Regions from separate parts of the Rattus norvegicus genome. Here region 2 is linked to region 1. Evidence: chromatin contacts called from public Hi-C data. All regions are on one chromosome and are shown on one strand. Each heading gives the region's core, a stretch centred on a gene start, on an enhancer-like site or on the middle of the called end of the contact. The rest is flanking DNA. Distances are from core to core; before and after follow the strand shown.

What was found. Hi-C and Micro-C count contacts between places; a contact is called where the count stands out from the background.
Region 2: a contact with region 1 is called in a Hi-C map of liver, with 4 times the contacts expected there. The contact joins the enhancer-like site here to the promoter of Insc in region 1. A contact is called at or near these places in 11 of 12 Hi-C or Micro-C datasets (the A7r5 cell line, the Rat2 cell line, Schwann cells and 6 more) and 1 of 1 datasets of contacts at active chromatin or transcription factors (oligodendrocytes).

What each region holds. Positions count from the first base shown.
Region 1 is chr1:178,422,215-178,430,121 of GRCr8, reverse strand. It overlaps Insc (INSC, spindle orientation adaptor protein), which reads right to left and starts at 2,699. Exons shown (of 13, transcript NM_001106285.1): 1 at 2,442-2,699. The coding sequence starts at 2,537.
Region 2 is chr1:178,499,999-178,507,905 of GRCr8, reverse strand. The region is part of intron 7 of Insc (INSC, spindle orientation adaptor protein); the gene reads right to left. Among named protein-coding and RNA genes, the nearest start is that of Insc, 77 kb to the right of the region's middle. Within about 2 kb of position 4,390, at least 13 of the 93 cell types and tissues checked have an H3K27ac peak or open chromatin away from gene starts, as enhancers often do. A contact at or near this core is called in Schwann cells and liver, where this site is marked.

The DNA of each region.
Region 1 (7,907 bases), core at 1,450-3,949:
CCCTACACAGAGGCTTCCACTGTCGTAGCTAGAGTCACCTGTGTGACACACTTGTGACCTGTGGGCATGCTTCAGGACACACACACACACACACACACACACACACACACTGAGAGAGAGAGAGAGAGAGAGAGAGAGAGAGAGAGAGAGAGAGAGAGAGGAGAGAATTCCACATGATGACGTCCCATGCTCCACACACTCCCTCCCACTGACACCCACACTCCTACTCACAAACTCTTACACTGACACAATCACACCTGCTATCCTATAAGTCACAACCGTGCTAGCAGCTCCAGCCCCAGCCCCTGGATCCAGCCAAAGGAGCTAGCCATCCCCTCTGTTACTTACTCTGATCTTACAAGGCAAAGAGCAGTGTGTGCAGAGTCCAGCGATGGGTGTCAGCTCACAGCAGCTGGAACTCCAGAGGCTAGGAGCAAAGTGGCCGCGGGGGCGCTGAGGACTGCGTTGTCTTCGGCCCCTGCGGCTTCCCCCACCCCCAATCCCAGACTCTTTCCTGGCGGCGCGCGCCCTGCCAAGTGTTTGTCCCGCGCCAGGCACCGTGGCCTGCAAGGCTCCGCCGGGGCGCGAGGGCTATTTCGGAGCCCCTGGCCACGGTGGAGACCGCGCGCTGTCATCTGTGGGAGCTCTGGAATGAGAACGTGGTCGGGTCTAATTAGAGACCCGGCTCACCCCTGGGTTGGGCCATCACCCGGAGGCTCCAGAGCCGGCCAGGCGAGGGCGCCCACATGTGTCCTGCATGCCAACATCTGGAGTGGGAAAGGGACTATGCTGCCACGATAAGTTTTCTGGAGCTGAAAGAAAACAAGGAGAGATTTGGGTCCAATTTACATCCCTGAGGAGGGAGCGGCCTCGCTGAACAGCCCCAGAAATAAGCCTGGGTTTGTCCACTGCAGGTGCTTCCCTTAGGAAACTCAGTTACTCACTTAAGTCACCCTCCAAATCACAGATTTGCCAAAAATGACAGGGGGTGTTGATGAGAAACCCCGCCACCTCACCCTCACCCTGGGCTCCGTGTCAGATGGCTAAGTCCACAGAAGTCTGGTCCAGGCCCAAAAGCTCTGGAATGCTACATTTTTAGACCAAAAGGAAGCTTCTAGTTCATTCTATCCAATGCCTTCCACTCTGCCATGAATCCCCAGGGCCTGAAAAGTCTCTACCTTGGTAGATTGCCAAGAAAAGACAGTTCTCCAGCACCTGAGGCCCTGGCAGGAGGTTTGCTTACATTACATGTTCAGGGAGAGGAGGCTCAGTACCCCACCTCCATGGTGCAATGTCCTGAGCTCTTAATGCTAAACCTCCCTGTTCCTTGCTTCAGGCTCTGGCTGGCACTGCTGCTGCCTGGCCTTGGGCTTACCACAGCTTTGACAGCAAAGCATCCATCTTGGCTCTCTAGGAGCTTGGGGCTGCAGGTGGCCCAGTCATTCCCAGGAAAAGCCAGTTTCAATTCCAGCCTGCTTCCATCCAAACAGCATGACTTTGCCCCCAGTTATGTGAGAGGACTTTAGTCCAGTAACTCTGGGTCTGTCTCCCTCTCTGGAATGGGGCTGGGGCCTCTAGGCAGCATTGACTGGGTGCTGACATTACATCATACCTTTTTCATGTGGACAGGTTGCAGAATCGTCTCCCCATGTGCTGCTGGTGGGAGAAGGGGTACACAAATAACCTGTCCTTCCTCCACTACCTACTTTCCAGCTGTATCTGAGTCATGTCAGCCAACTACTCTGAACTTTACTTTTCCCATACATGTAATGGGATCATAACCATGTCTGCCTGCTCATAAGGTGTGCAAGAGCTCATGAAATGTCCAGGAAGGTTAAGATGGTTTGTAGCTTGTTAGAAGTGAAGGTTGAGTCTTAAAGAGCATCCCTGTTAGCAAGAGGCCTCAGAGGGCTTTTATTTCTGAATCTGAGTTTAATCTTATACCTATATTTGAGAGTAAGGTTTGCTATATGTACTCTTGAGGAATTTGTGGTTAAAGCTTCAACCCAACGCACATACATACACATCATACACACCACACACACACACACATATTCATAAACACACACAAACACATACATATGCACACACCACACACAAACACTTACATATGCACACACCACACACAAACACATACATACACACAGACACATATGCACATATGTATACACACATGTACACCCATAAATACACACATACATACACACAAAGACACACCCCCCAAAACACATACATGCACACATGCATACACCCACATATACACATACATATGCATAACATGCATACAAACGTGAATCATGTACATAGAAACACATGAGCACACATATACACATAACACATATACACATGTGTATGCATACACAGACACATGCATGCACACATGCATACTTACACATGTAGGCACACAAATGCATACACACACACCCTTCCCAGATACCTACAACACAGCACAGCCTCCTGGACTCCTGGGCTCCCCATAAGCCCCAGTTTCCTGGGCCTTCTCCGGTGGAGTCTCCATCCCCTGGGGGCCGCCTCATGGTCACAGTCTGGGCTATAGTGATTTAGGTGTTCTTACGGAGGCCCCTGTGAGCAGCTTCATTCTCTCCACCCATCCTTCTGGGCCATGGACCTGAGAAGGCCTGAGATTCAAAGCAAAGGCCAATGGGCAGACTCTCAAGGCTGCTCAGGACTAAGGCTGCCGCAGACGCTCCGAGTTAAAGTACCCTCCCTTGTACCTCTGTCTGCTTGGCTTCCCAAGCACTGCCCTGCTTAATTCTTAATGGAAATTCCATCCCCTTTGCAGGCTTCAGCTGGCTCAGGGAGCCCAGGCAGGAGCCAACAGCAAACTCCACCCTAAGAGAAGGGGGCCTGCCTGGCCATATAAGCACATACAAATGTTCACGTACACGTGGGCAGGGACATTCCCAGAGTCAGAGTCCTCCCCAGACACAGCCACACTGGGAAGAAAAGTGGGACTTTAGTTACTAAGTTTACATCTAATACTCAATATATACTGGCCTTTGCTTTAGCCATCCTGCCAGCACCAAGTTCACTATCATTCCCATTTTATACACAAAGAAACAAGGCAGGGGATGCAGCAGCTCACGCAAGGCAGGCAGTGACCAGCCTTACACCTGAGCACCAGGAGCTGTGCAGAGAGGGACATGCTCTTTGCATTCTGCCACCACACTTATTTTGCAGCTTTCATTTCCACTACACAGGCAGGGAACACAGGTGGCTCAGATCATACATCCATCCTCACAGCGGGTGATATAAAGGGCATGGTGGCTTCGATGTGAAATATCTCTCACGGGGTCATGTGTTTGGACAGACTGTTCTCCAGCCTTGGTGCTGTTTGGAAGATTGTGGAACTGGCTAGCCAGAAAAGTAAGTCATCAGAGGACAGAACCTATGGGTTATAGCCCAGCCCCACATTTAGCTAGTTAGATCACTCTGGCCCTCTGCTTCCTGGTTCACAGAGTCGAGGTGTGGAGAAGCTCCACTCCACCTGCTCCTCAGTGCTCCCCCACCGTGGTAAACTATACCATCAAACCGTGAGCCTAAATATTTCTTCTCTTAAGCAGCTTTTTGCCAGGTCTTTTGGTGACAATGACAAGGAAAAGTAACTAAAATAAAAGCACAGAGATGTTCATGGGAACCCACAAGGATGCACAGAAGACTCACATACCCTAAGTATAATCACAGGTCCTTTAGGCCACCTAAATGATTAGGAATCTGGGAATCTTGTCCAGAGCTGCGTCAGGCAAATGTCTATTCCAGCCTAACACCAAGTCTCTCTCCTCCCAAAGGGGCTATCCTCCACCCACCAGTTTACAGGTTGCTTAAATGTTACTTCTGGAAGCAGAATGGATTTCCAAATAAATGAAAGACTTGAGGTTTACTGTCTACTCAGTCAAGTCCATAGCCAATACCTAGGCTTGGTCCGGGTTCAGTGTTCCTTACATTTTCTGCCTTTTCTCCAAGAGGAGGACAAAGCGCTACCACATCCTTTTGATTCAGTCATACGCAAAGGAGCCTGGGAGAATATAAGTGAGTACTGCCCACACACAGTCTGCTCACGGAGTTCCCAACCCCCACACTGTGAGTTCTGCTCTCCAGACTTAGATAAGGCCAGAGGCAGCCCATGGGAGCTCACAACATGGCAAAGGAATATCAGCACCATTCAAAACAGAGCCATGTTCCAGAGGTAGAGAAGAGGGAGGGCTCAGCAATGAGTCCGGGAAGCCATCAAAAGCCTGAAGAGCTGAGAGAAGACACATACAGAAGCCAGGATCAGTCGAGTTCAGCCGTTCAGGAACTTGGACGCCGCCTGAAGTTCCCTGCTTCACTAGCAGCATCTACAAGTTAGGCAAGAGACGTGCATCCTCCCAAGAAGCCTCCAAAGACCATGCCCAGGGAGGCCTGAGGATGGCTTTGCAAGACAACCTGGATTGAGGGGCTTGTAACTCTCAAAGTCATTTGTCTAGTGACTCTAACCAAATATCTAAAACAGCATCTCAAGGGACAATGGGTCGTCTTGGCTCACAGTTTGAAGGGATACAGTTTATTACAATACAGGATATTTGGTTTTAGACTCCAGGACAAGGGGTCGAGGTTCATATTTTATATACCAAACCAGGCCTGGCCTCTAGGTTCTTCCAGCATCCCTCAGTCCCAACCTGGCATCCACTGCCCCCAGCCCTGAACTTTCCAGCCCAGTGGCTGGGCTGCCCTTCCCCAAGAGGCTCTTCCCAATATAATCCAGACACTTTGGTCTCTTCTCTCTCCTTCTGTCCTTCCATCTCTCCCTCTCTCTAAGTGTACACTCTTTCTGTCTTTCTCTTCACCCTACCCTCTTTTCCCTCCTCATGACAATAAACCGATGTATACCTAAATCTGGCTCGAATTGGCTCATTTCACCAGTAAAGAAGTAATTTATCACAGAAGGTGTAGTAAAGGACTCTGTTCATCGTGGTAGGAGCTTACAGTGTGGCAAAAGCTTGTCCATGGTGGCAGCAGTGTGCAGTTGGTATTCCTCACATCTTGGCAAGAAAGCTGACATGAGATGGAACCAGGTTGTAAAATCTCAAAGCCCACCCCTTGTAACCTACTTCCTCCAGAGAGGCTGCACCTCTAAAAGGTTCCACAGTCTTCCTGAAACAGTGACACCAGCTGGGGGCCAAGTATTCAAATACGTGAGGCTGGGGTGCGGGGGGGGGGGGGGGGGGGGAGTGGGGGGATGACCTTTTCACATTCAAACCACAACACCTTGATCAGACTTGGCCCAGTAATTTGCACTTCTAAGGAATTCATTTGGAGCTTTAGGAAGTTCTGCCTTCTAGAACCAGAGAAAGTCAGGGAAATTCAGCTCAAATCTAAACTTCCAACCTTACTCCAAAGTAAAGAATCCGGTCTTGAGGACAGTTCGTTCTTTCCCTTATACAACCACTTTGCCAGCTTCTGTGCCCCTCCACCCCACCTGTCAACTGCTGGTTGATTTTCCTGCTCCCCAGTGACCTCTATGTTTCAGCTTTCTTAATGACAAAGATACGATATTCTACTCTGTCTTCCATCAGCAGAGAGAAAGTTATCAAGATCAGGAAATTGCACAGAAATACCTTTGAACCAGACAGGCTTTCAGGACTTGGGGCAGAAATATCAGAAGGTTATGGTGGCAGCAGCTAGGCTGACAGCTCTACCCACAGAAAAGAAAGGAGGAGCAGGATTCTGTTACTTGGTTGCAATCTACTGCCCTGGATCTCTCCTGTATCCCTGAGAGACATTCCTAGATGCTCAGCATCTGGAAGGGACAGAGGGACAGGTACTCACAGAGGACAAGGGGAAGTGCATATGGACAGAGCCCCAGACAGGCCAGAATGGACACACTGAAACCCAGGAAATTTAGATCCTCTTTTGTGGTTCCAATTCTCATTAGTAAAAGAATTTAAGAATGGCCTCAACAGAAGCCCCCAGACAATTTTATTAGAGTTTAAAAGAAATAAGAAGATAAACAAACAAAAACACAGAGCAGACAATCTGTGAATCTCAGCAGCTTCTCAGAGAATAATGGATGTGAGAAGGAGAAAAGCCATGCCCTTTGAGGTGCCAACATGGGGGACTGCCACATAGCAGCAGGCAGTCACAGTGGGGGTGGGGCGATGTATAGAAAAAGCATACTTAGGTTCTGGCCAGCATCCAAATGAAAGAGACAGAAAAAAATAAAGTTTATTCAGAAAGGTGGTCAGACCAGCCAAACCTCATGGCTGTGCAGTAGAGACTGTGAAACCAGGGAAGGAAACATTTACTATCCCATTAAAGGAATAATTATTTCTCCTATCTCCTCAGCATGACCTGAGGTGAACCCAGGTCATTAACCTTGTCAAATTAGGGTGTTAGGCCTGCACTATGGTTCAAGATGCTACTTTCTTGACCAGAAGGTGTTTAAAAGGGCCTCTGTTGTCCTAGCAGCCCACCAATCTCTCCTGCCCGGCTCTGCACTTCCTCAAGAGGGAGACGTTGCCCAACTTCCATCACTAGTGAGAGGACTGTAGTTTAATTAGAATGGAGAGAGAGAAAACCTGCCCAAGTCTCCATCCTGGATGCTACAATCCTGAAATCCAGGTCTCTCTCCTCAGAGCTTCAGGGCCAGCAGGTAGATGATGATCTGGAGTCCTACTCCTCTTTCCAAGGAGGACAGCAATTCTCTTACAGGCAGAAACCTGAGTTCAGAGAGCAACTGCTTAGATTTCTAGGTCCTTGTGTCTCAAGATAAGGAATTGGAAAAAAATTTTAAAAAAAGATAAGGAATTGGACCAGGTTTATAGGATCACATGGATAGTGATAGAGATAGAGACAGTTTATGGAGAAAGGAGCAAAAGGAAGAAAGGAAGAAGAAAGGGTGGGACGAAAGAAGGGAAAAAGGAAGGAAGGAGGGAAGGAGGGAGGGAAGGAGGAAGAAAACGGGGAGGGAGAGAGGAAGGAGGGAGGGAGGGAGGGAAGAAGGAAGGAAGGAAGGATACTCATGAGAAAGAAAAAAGACCTTGGAGCTAGAACAGGAGCTCTGTAGGCTTGGTAGCCTTTAAATGGGTCATTTACATACTGCCTGCCTTCCCTAGGATATCACCCCCTCTCTCTTTCTCTCCCTCCCTCCTCTCTCCCTCCTTCTCCCCTACCTCTATCCCTTTCCCTGTCCCTCCCCAGTCTTTCCAGCTCCCTTCCTCCTTCTCTCCCTCTCTCCCTCTCCTTCTCTTTCCTTCCCCCTCCCCACCCCTTAACCTCCTGCCAGGATTTCACATTCTTAGCTTGAACTTGGCTTGGTAGGAGTATTTATTTACACCACAGACCTGGGCAAATACTGCTTAGTCCACTCATTCTGCTCCCTTATGCTTTAAACCTGTTATTAACCACTTACTGGCTCCACAGGGGGCCTGCAGGTCTCGATTTTTAAGCATTCCATACAGTTGATGCAGACTTGCTTTGGGAGACAAGGATCCATGAAGATATTCTATCTCAAACCCTCATATGACAGATAGGGAAACTGAGGCTTGCTGAGAGGAAATGTCTTGGCCGAGGTCACTGTGTCAGGCCCTTTGTGTGATCAGGGCAGTCTAGTTGATGTGGTCCCTACGTGTCTGACTCCTTAGCTACAGGGAGGCCTGAGAATCTGCCTGTCTGATGGAATGCAGGCCACTCTTGGAAAACCACCACTGCAGAGTTGCATGCTCAAGTGAATATTCCCCATTTGGCATCCTGTCTAAGGACAGGACATGGTGGAAGGAAAATGAAAATGGCAGGCATCCTGGATTCTTCTTTTCACTAACTGGGTCTCTTTTGCAGATTACAGGGTGAAGGTGTGCTTTAACAAGCCCTACAGATAATCCCAGTGCCCACTAAATTTTGAGGGACTT
Region 2 (7,907 bases), core at 3,141-5,640, 76 kb before region 1:
AGTGCCATCATCTGGGGGAATATTAAAAATTATACTAGTTAGGCACTAGGGAGGCAGAGGAAGGTGGATCTCTAAGTTTGAGACCAGCATGGTCTACAAAGTGAGTCACAGAACAGCCAGGGCTACTCAAGGAAACCTTATCTCAGTAAATCTATACACACATACACATATATATCTTCAATTTAACGAACTGAATTTTTATTTTAATGACATGTCATCTTTTAAAAGATTTTTTTATGTAAGTCTAATGGACATCTTGGCTTGAACACCAGTGTCCTGGGACCATTGTGGTACAAGAGAGTTGACACAGCCTTCAGAGTTTGGAGAGTGCCTGCTTTCTAACTGGACTTCCTCAAGATACAGCACACACAGCCGCAATGAACCAGTCAACGACACATTAGCCTTCCTTTTAATTCAGCAGCACGACAAAGGAGTCCATCACCAGCATCTCCAACACTGTGCTTGCCAATGCAATCACCCAAGAGAAGAAATGATGGTTAAAAGAAGCAAACCAGCCATTCTGCATACCATCCTTTACATGTGGCGCAAATGTGCAGAAAAACATGAGGCAGTCAGCACTCTACGAAAATGTGTAAGTAGATTTAACACAACCACTGGATACAGTATCAAGTATATTTTCTGTGTATTAGCAGAAAGATTTCAAAAATGGTAATTTAAGGTACAACTCACATTACCATAAAGCATAGATATGAATAAATATTTAAAAGATATATGAGGGGGTCAACCTTTAAGGTCTACACTAAGCAGTAAGGCGCATGATGTTCATTGATCAGACTACTCTAATTGTTTGAGATGCCAAACATATAGAAATATAAAGAACTCTTAATTAAAATATTGGCAGGTATTTTGTAGACTCCAACAAGCTGGCTATAAAATGGAAATATGAAGATTTGCCAATATCATCTTAAAGAACAAAGAGAGTACTTGTACAACTCATTATCGAGATTTTTTTTGTTTTGTTTTTTGTTTTTGTTTTTGTTTTTTTTAGATTGAGGGCCTCAGTGTTACATTGGTAAAAGGACTAACAGAACAGACATACTGTATCCATCCCTTTGTTTACATAAAGGTCTCACTTCAACTTGGGAATGGTCTTTTCAATAAATGCTTTAGGCTCAACTGACTAACAGTATGAGTGGAAAACTGAAAGTTTAGTTTCGCACCAAGAGAGGTGAGTGGTAAGTCAGGATGTGAACAGCAAACCAATGAGCCTCCTTGCAATGGTTAGCTTTGCGGACCTTGCACAGCCCAGCATAGGAAGAAAGTTTCAATAAGGAACTTTCTAGACCAGATTGGCCTGTGAGGCATGTCTGTGGGGATTTGTCTTGATTGTTAACTGATTTAAGAAGACCTGGCCCATTTTAGGTGGCACCTGTCCCCAGGCGGGGTCTTCAGAGCAATATAACAAAGGAAGAAACTAGCTGAGGACAAGCAAGGGTCCATACATTCATTTCTCTCTGTTCTTGACTAAATATATGATCTCACCAGATGCTTAGAGCTCCTGCACTGGGGCAGCCAGATCCCCAGTGACAGACTGTAATCTAAAATTGCCAACTCAAACAAACCCTTTCTCCCCCTAAGTTGCTTTTTGTCTGGATATTTTGTCACAAGAACAGAAATGAAACAAGGACAGTGTCAAACCAAATACAGGAAAGTAGCCTCAGCATTCTGGGGGAAGCAGGGATTTCTTAAATAGACAGAAGCAGCACTCACTATAAAAAGGAAGATCAATAAATAGGACTGTAACAAAATCAAGAATTTCTATTAATCAAATGACAACATTAAGAGAATGATAAAGCAAACCACAGGCTGACAACATTTATTCTTGCTGCCTCTATCCGAAAAGGGATTTGTGTCTAGAATTCATTTGAAAATTTATAAATCAATAAGGCAAGACAAACGATGCAATGTTTTCAAATGAGACATTGAACTGACGTTTCACCAAAAGAAAGAAGAAGAAAAAACACAAGACAACCAAATGGACAGCAAGGATATGAAACAGAGCTCTGACTCGCTACTCATCAGAGAGACAAACTTCAAAATCATAATGAGAGATGAATTTGTGCCTGAGTAAGCCAGAGGCAGGGGACTGCCTCATAAATCTACAAGCATCTTCATCCCTGCTTCTGAAATGGTCTAGGAAGAGGCCCCAGCACAGCTCTGGAAATTGAACACACTCATCATGTCTACAGGCCTTTCTGCCCACCCACCCCCAGTCTCCCTCCCTTTCCCTGTGAGCCTCCTCCTTTTCCTCACAGCCCTTCCCTATCTGCAGGGAACCAACAGGCCCACCACCACTTGCTCTACACTGTCAGTACCAGAATGTGGAAGGAAGGGCATACTTCTGGTCCAGTTCCACCCCAATCTGCACTGATGCTCACAGAGGCTCACAGTCTCCCATTTCCTTTTGCTGCCACAAGCCCTGTGTCCCCTGCTCCCCTCCTAGTGGTGCTTCTCCATTCAAAAGCCAAAGGACAGCCCAGCATCAAAAGCAGCCAAAAGCATCACCTCTACCCCCAGTCAATTCCCCTTTGCTATGTCCCCTGCTCTTCACCACACCAGCATCACGTTCGCACACAATTTTCCATCTTTCTGAGTCATTTGGCTTCTAAGGAGGACGTGCACACCAAGTAACATTTTATCCACATCAGAGTCTCCTCACCCCTGGTCACCAACACACAGAGAAGGAAGGGAGTTTCCCAAAGCAAGGCACAGGGTCAAAAGGCTACAAGTTCTGCTTCAATGGCTTCTCTGGATCTCCATTCACACCCAGGGAACAGGTACCAGAATTCCCAGCTGAGAGAGCTCAACACCTCCTCGTTTTCCTACATCACATTGTCTTACAAAATTCATTCATACTCCACACGCTACCCAAAAACTTACTAAATGGTATTGGGAAACGTCCTTCTGGTTCTTTAGGGAACCAGTCACCAAGAGAGAACAGGCCTCACTACTCATCATGGCAACTTCTACCCAGGAAGCATCCTCAGTCTCAAGTGCTTGCTATTTATCTCAACTGTCTCACAGTGACTACACATCCTGGCTCACCAGCCTCCTATGTCTGCTTGGAGATGCAGTGATTTGAGTCTGGGGTCTGAGGAGGGAGGGAGAGAGGAGAATCTAGCATAAACCATAAGGCCTAGAGTGCAATGGAACTTAGCTCATATCCCACAGAAACATATTTCAACATTTTAGCCATTCTTTCCTCACTGAAGGACCCACCCCCACTCCTCTGTCTGCTGCCTTCACTTCACACAGGCTCCTGAAACTGCTGGCAAAGGCTTTGCAAGGAAGACCATCTATACCTCACCTCAGGCTGATGATAGGAATAGTGTGTGTGTGTGTGTGTGTGTGTGTGTGTGTGTGTGTGTGTGTGTGTGTGTGTGTCCATGCCTTGACAAGCCAAAGCAGTTATCAAGATAGTGGGGAGCAGGGTCGTTAGGGGAGAAGCCAGGCAGAGCTCTGGGCAAGAATGTCAAAGAGACAAGAGAAGCAGGTCAGAGCTGGCTCTGAACTTAAAGTCAACAAGCAGAGGTGAAAAAACAAACACAAAAAGAAGACAAAACAAAAAAAACAAACAAAAATTCTTCTGTTAAGATGTTCCAGCAGAGGCAGAGGCCCCACTTGAAGATACACACATACAAGAGGCCATAGGTGTCTGTCTTAAAAGCATGCAGAAAGATCATCCCTCCAGTTTTACCTAAAGCAGCTGAGGGGTACAAGGTTACATGTGTGGCTGGACAGCATCTCCAGCCCGGCATACCAAAGGGCAGTGGGTGGCAGGGAGCATGCTCAGTCATAACCTGGGAGACAATAGGGTTTCTGTGCTCAACAGAGAGAACACAGAACCAGAGGTCAAGCCTGATGACCTGAACTTGATCCCCTCAACCCCACGGTAGAAGGAAAGAAAGAACTCCCTCTTCCAAGCTGTCCTTTGACCTTCACATGCACACCGAGGCACATGCACATGGTCACTCTATTACAATTAATTAATTAATTAACTGTAAAATATGCATAGCTCATCCTCTGGGGAAGCCTCAGCAATCTGGGTTAGCGGCATAGTAGATTGCAAGATCTGTCTGCATCTTTCACCTAGAGGATGATATAGGAAGCATTGGTTATCTTAAATTTTAACCACTACCCAACCTTGGACATTGCAGGATATATCTTCTGGCCCTAACCGTTGATTCCAAGACCCAGAGCCCAGTAGCCACAGCAGTTCCAGGAAAATGCGGTCTTCGGCAGCCTGATAGTGGAGCTCTTGTCCACCAGGGGCCGCTGTTGCACAGCACATGGTGTCCCACAGAGTCCCAGTGTGAATCACATAGACTGCCACGCAGCTCCAACCCTTCCAATTCAGGTTGGAATTGATTGGCAGGGAAACCTCAGTTCCCAACCAGCACTCGGGACAGTACTGGCCTAGTAAAAGCAAGAGGGAAGTACATAGGATGGGGATGGGGTGGGGGTGGGGGTGGGAGTGAGAGGGCTAAGCTTTAATCATCTCTGCTCCTCCACCTGGAGACAGACTGGAAGGTAGACTGCGAGACAGAAAGAGCCACACTCTTCCAGAGAAGACTGAGTCACAGTTTTCCCCTCCTCTGCCCTGCAGTCAGAGCAGCCCAGCTAACTGACTGTGACCCTGAGGTCTCGGGTCAGCCCCAGCCTGTTCTCAGGGCAGCTGAAGTCATTGTTAGGCATGGGGTGGAAGCACCAGTTGAGCCCCAGAGAGGAGAGGGCAGCATCTGGGGAGTCTGTTTTCAGAGCACCCGGTCTCTTAATCAAGAGCTTCTCCTAGGGGAAGAAGAGTCAGTGAGGCAAATCAAAGACCTGATATCCACAGCGCCCCGACTCCACCCACACAGCCTCACTCACTTAACTATCAGGACTGGATCTAGCAAAGTAAGTCACTGCTTTGTGCTGGGGCTGCACACTGTGAACTCTATTGCAGCTTTTGAATCTTGGAGGGTTCAAGGGTCTACCCTTGTCAGCCTCTATTTGAACTTTTGTAAACGGGAATGGAGGTGGCCACCAATCCTGCATTACTTGAATAACAACTGTGAGATTCAAAAGGGCTAAAGGGCGGGCCTAATTTCTTTTAAATGTACTATGTCTGACTAGCGGCCACTGAGCAGAGCACCACGGTGGAGAGACTCCCAGTAAGCAGGCAATGGAGCGCCCCAGCCCCCTCACCCCACCTCCGCCCCACCCCCCCACCCCCACCCCACCCCCGCACTGCCACCAACAAGCCCATTTCTTCCTGCCCAGGGTCTTTGCCTAGACCTCCCTGTCTCTATTGCCCAGGCATAACCCAGCATGAAAGGTGAGCTTCTGCATGAGGTAAGCAGCTGTTTCCCTTCCCACATCCACCCTCACCCCAGAGACTTTCTGCTTGGACTTGAAATTGAGTTCTTCTACCTCCCCTGATCGTCCTTAATTTCTTTATCGATTTTCATTAAACTCTCCCTTTGGCTCCAGGACAAAGTAAACTAACTCCTTATTTTTCACAAAAAAAAAAAAAAAAAAAAAAAAAAAAGAGGGGGTGATGAGTTAGAAATAAAAGAATGTTCTTCAGGAAGTGGGACTTGCTCTTGTCTAAGGCTAAAGGGAAATTTCCAAAACTGTCTCGAGAGCTGGCTAAAGTTGGCTGAGCACTGGGCTTTGGGATGTTCCTGACCTCTCATGGTCTTAGACCTGTGCTTTTCTGCTCTGCAGGTGCACGGCTCCTCCTCTGGACCATGTGCTCAGTACTGATCCTGATCTTTGGTCCCGTTCTTTGAGCCAGCAGTACCAGGCCCTTACTTTAGTCACACCTGGAACTCTCCTATGGCCATTGCAAAATCCTTGGCACCCAGTCTCTTTGGAGGACAATGCAGAGTCTCCCTAGACCACCATGTAGGACAAACAAGCTAGATATAGGCAGGCTATGTCCCATGCACAGATTCCAACTGTAGACCCAATGCGTGTTTCCTAACTCTGACAAGGGAGGTACCACTTCATTTCTCAGAAGACAACGCCAAAAGTCAGAGGGAAGTAACAAGCTCCTTGGGACTCTCTTCCTCCACGAACTGTGCAGCTCTTGGCAATGCCAGTCTGTGTGGTGTCAGGAAAGCAGCCCTGACCTGTCAACCTTGGGAGTTGGGAGTGTCTGCTCTCACTCTATCCCAGGCTCCAGGTCATCTTGCTCCAGTCATCTCCCAAGTGTGGTCCTGAGAACATTATCATCTCTCTGGGCTCCTCTGATTCACTGAGTGTGGAGCTCCTTAGAGACACAAAGCTCCACAGATCAATGGCCAGCCACAGGGTCCTTTGCATCTCCTAAGACTTCTTTCCCTTGCACCTCTATACACCCACTGGGACCAGATCTCCACTAGGCTTTTGATTCTCTTTCACCAGGAATTCTGAAAAGAGGGAGCCTCCTTGAGGTCACAAGCCAGCCTCCACTCTATATGCACTTCTGGGCTCTCCACATTTGGCCTTTGAAGCAAGCTGCTTACCTTCTACCCTGAGTCTAGCATGGGACCATTTAAGGAGACATGACTATCTGCAGAGGACCAGGAAAAGCCTGGCTGACTTCGAGAAGTGTACTGATCCTGGTCCCAAAACAGTGTGGAACCTGTGGCTGAAGTAAACTAGATCTCTACAGGGAAGACCCCTTAGACCTTTCTAGAGAGACCTTCCCTGACTAATACCTTGATCCTAGCTCCAAGGGAGCCATTCACCTGTGGTCCCCACCTCCTCCTCCTACAGACAGTAACCTCCCAGAGTCCAGTCTCTTCCAAAGTCCTTGGTATTAACACTGCCCCAGGCCACAATCATGAAAACTGTGATTCAGCCCCACTGTGCCCTAAGTCCCATGAGATCTCAGTGTACTTAAATCAGGAGAGTGTCTAAAAGGCTCCAGAAGTTATCCCAAGTAACTTGCAAATTCTCCAAACTTAATAAGCATGAAGAATCAAGTTTAGACCAAGGGCAGCCTGTCCCTCGACATCTGCAGGGCTCAGCTGCACTGCAGAGACGGCTTCCCAACAACACATGATAAAAGAGTGCGTCTGGAGAGTGAGCACTGGACAGTATGAAGGGCGGAGTGAGTGGATGAGAATGGCAGTCAGAGGAAGGAGCGGCAGTCAGTGACTTAAAGTGAGTGACTGAAGGAGACCAGGACTTTTTCAACCCTTAGCAATCTGACTTGGAGAAGAGGATGCCACCCACTGTTTCTTTTCCTTTTTGGGGCTGGGGCGAGGGGACCTGGGTTAAGCCACAGAAACTTTTTTAGTGTCCTTCGAGTATCCATGAAGCAAGCAAGGTAGGGATGCAGAGTGGCTTTGGAACCAAGGTTTAAATCCTGCCTGACACTTGCTAATGAGGTGAGTTTTGACAAGTCACAAAACTCTCTGTGACTCTGGCTCCTCATCTAGAAGAAGGACGTATTTACAGTGCTCGCCCCATAAGTCACTGGTTTGATATTGAAGGCATGTGTGCACTGGAGTGGCCCAGGCCCCACCATAGGCTGAATTTCATTGATTAGCATTCTTTTCCTTCATCTTCAAAAAGCAACATATGATATTCAGCCAACCCAGCCCTGGAAAAGATGAGGTAAAGAATCCCCGCCTTTTTTGAGTTGCGTCAGATGGGGGCCATTGCACCTGCAACTTTCTGCTGTAAGCATGAAAGTGCTGCTATGTTTCTAACTTGTTTTCCTCCTGCTGCCCACAAAGGTCACTAAAGCCAAGCATCTGACTGCCTTTTGGAGGTCTGGTTATCTCAGTCCCCCTTCTTACTTCTCTGTGCTCCCTACCAAGCCCTAACAAGCCAGAATGAAAGAAAATAGGAAGCAAACCTTGTTTGGCCATTTAGTTACTATTAAAGAAAGATTTACAGGAGCCAGGGTG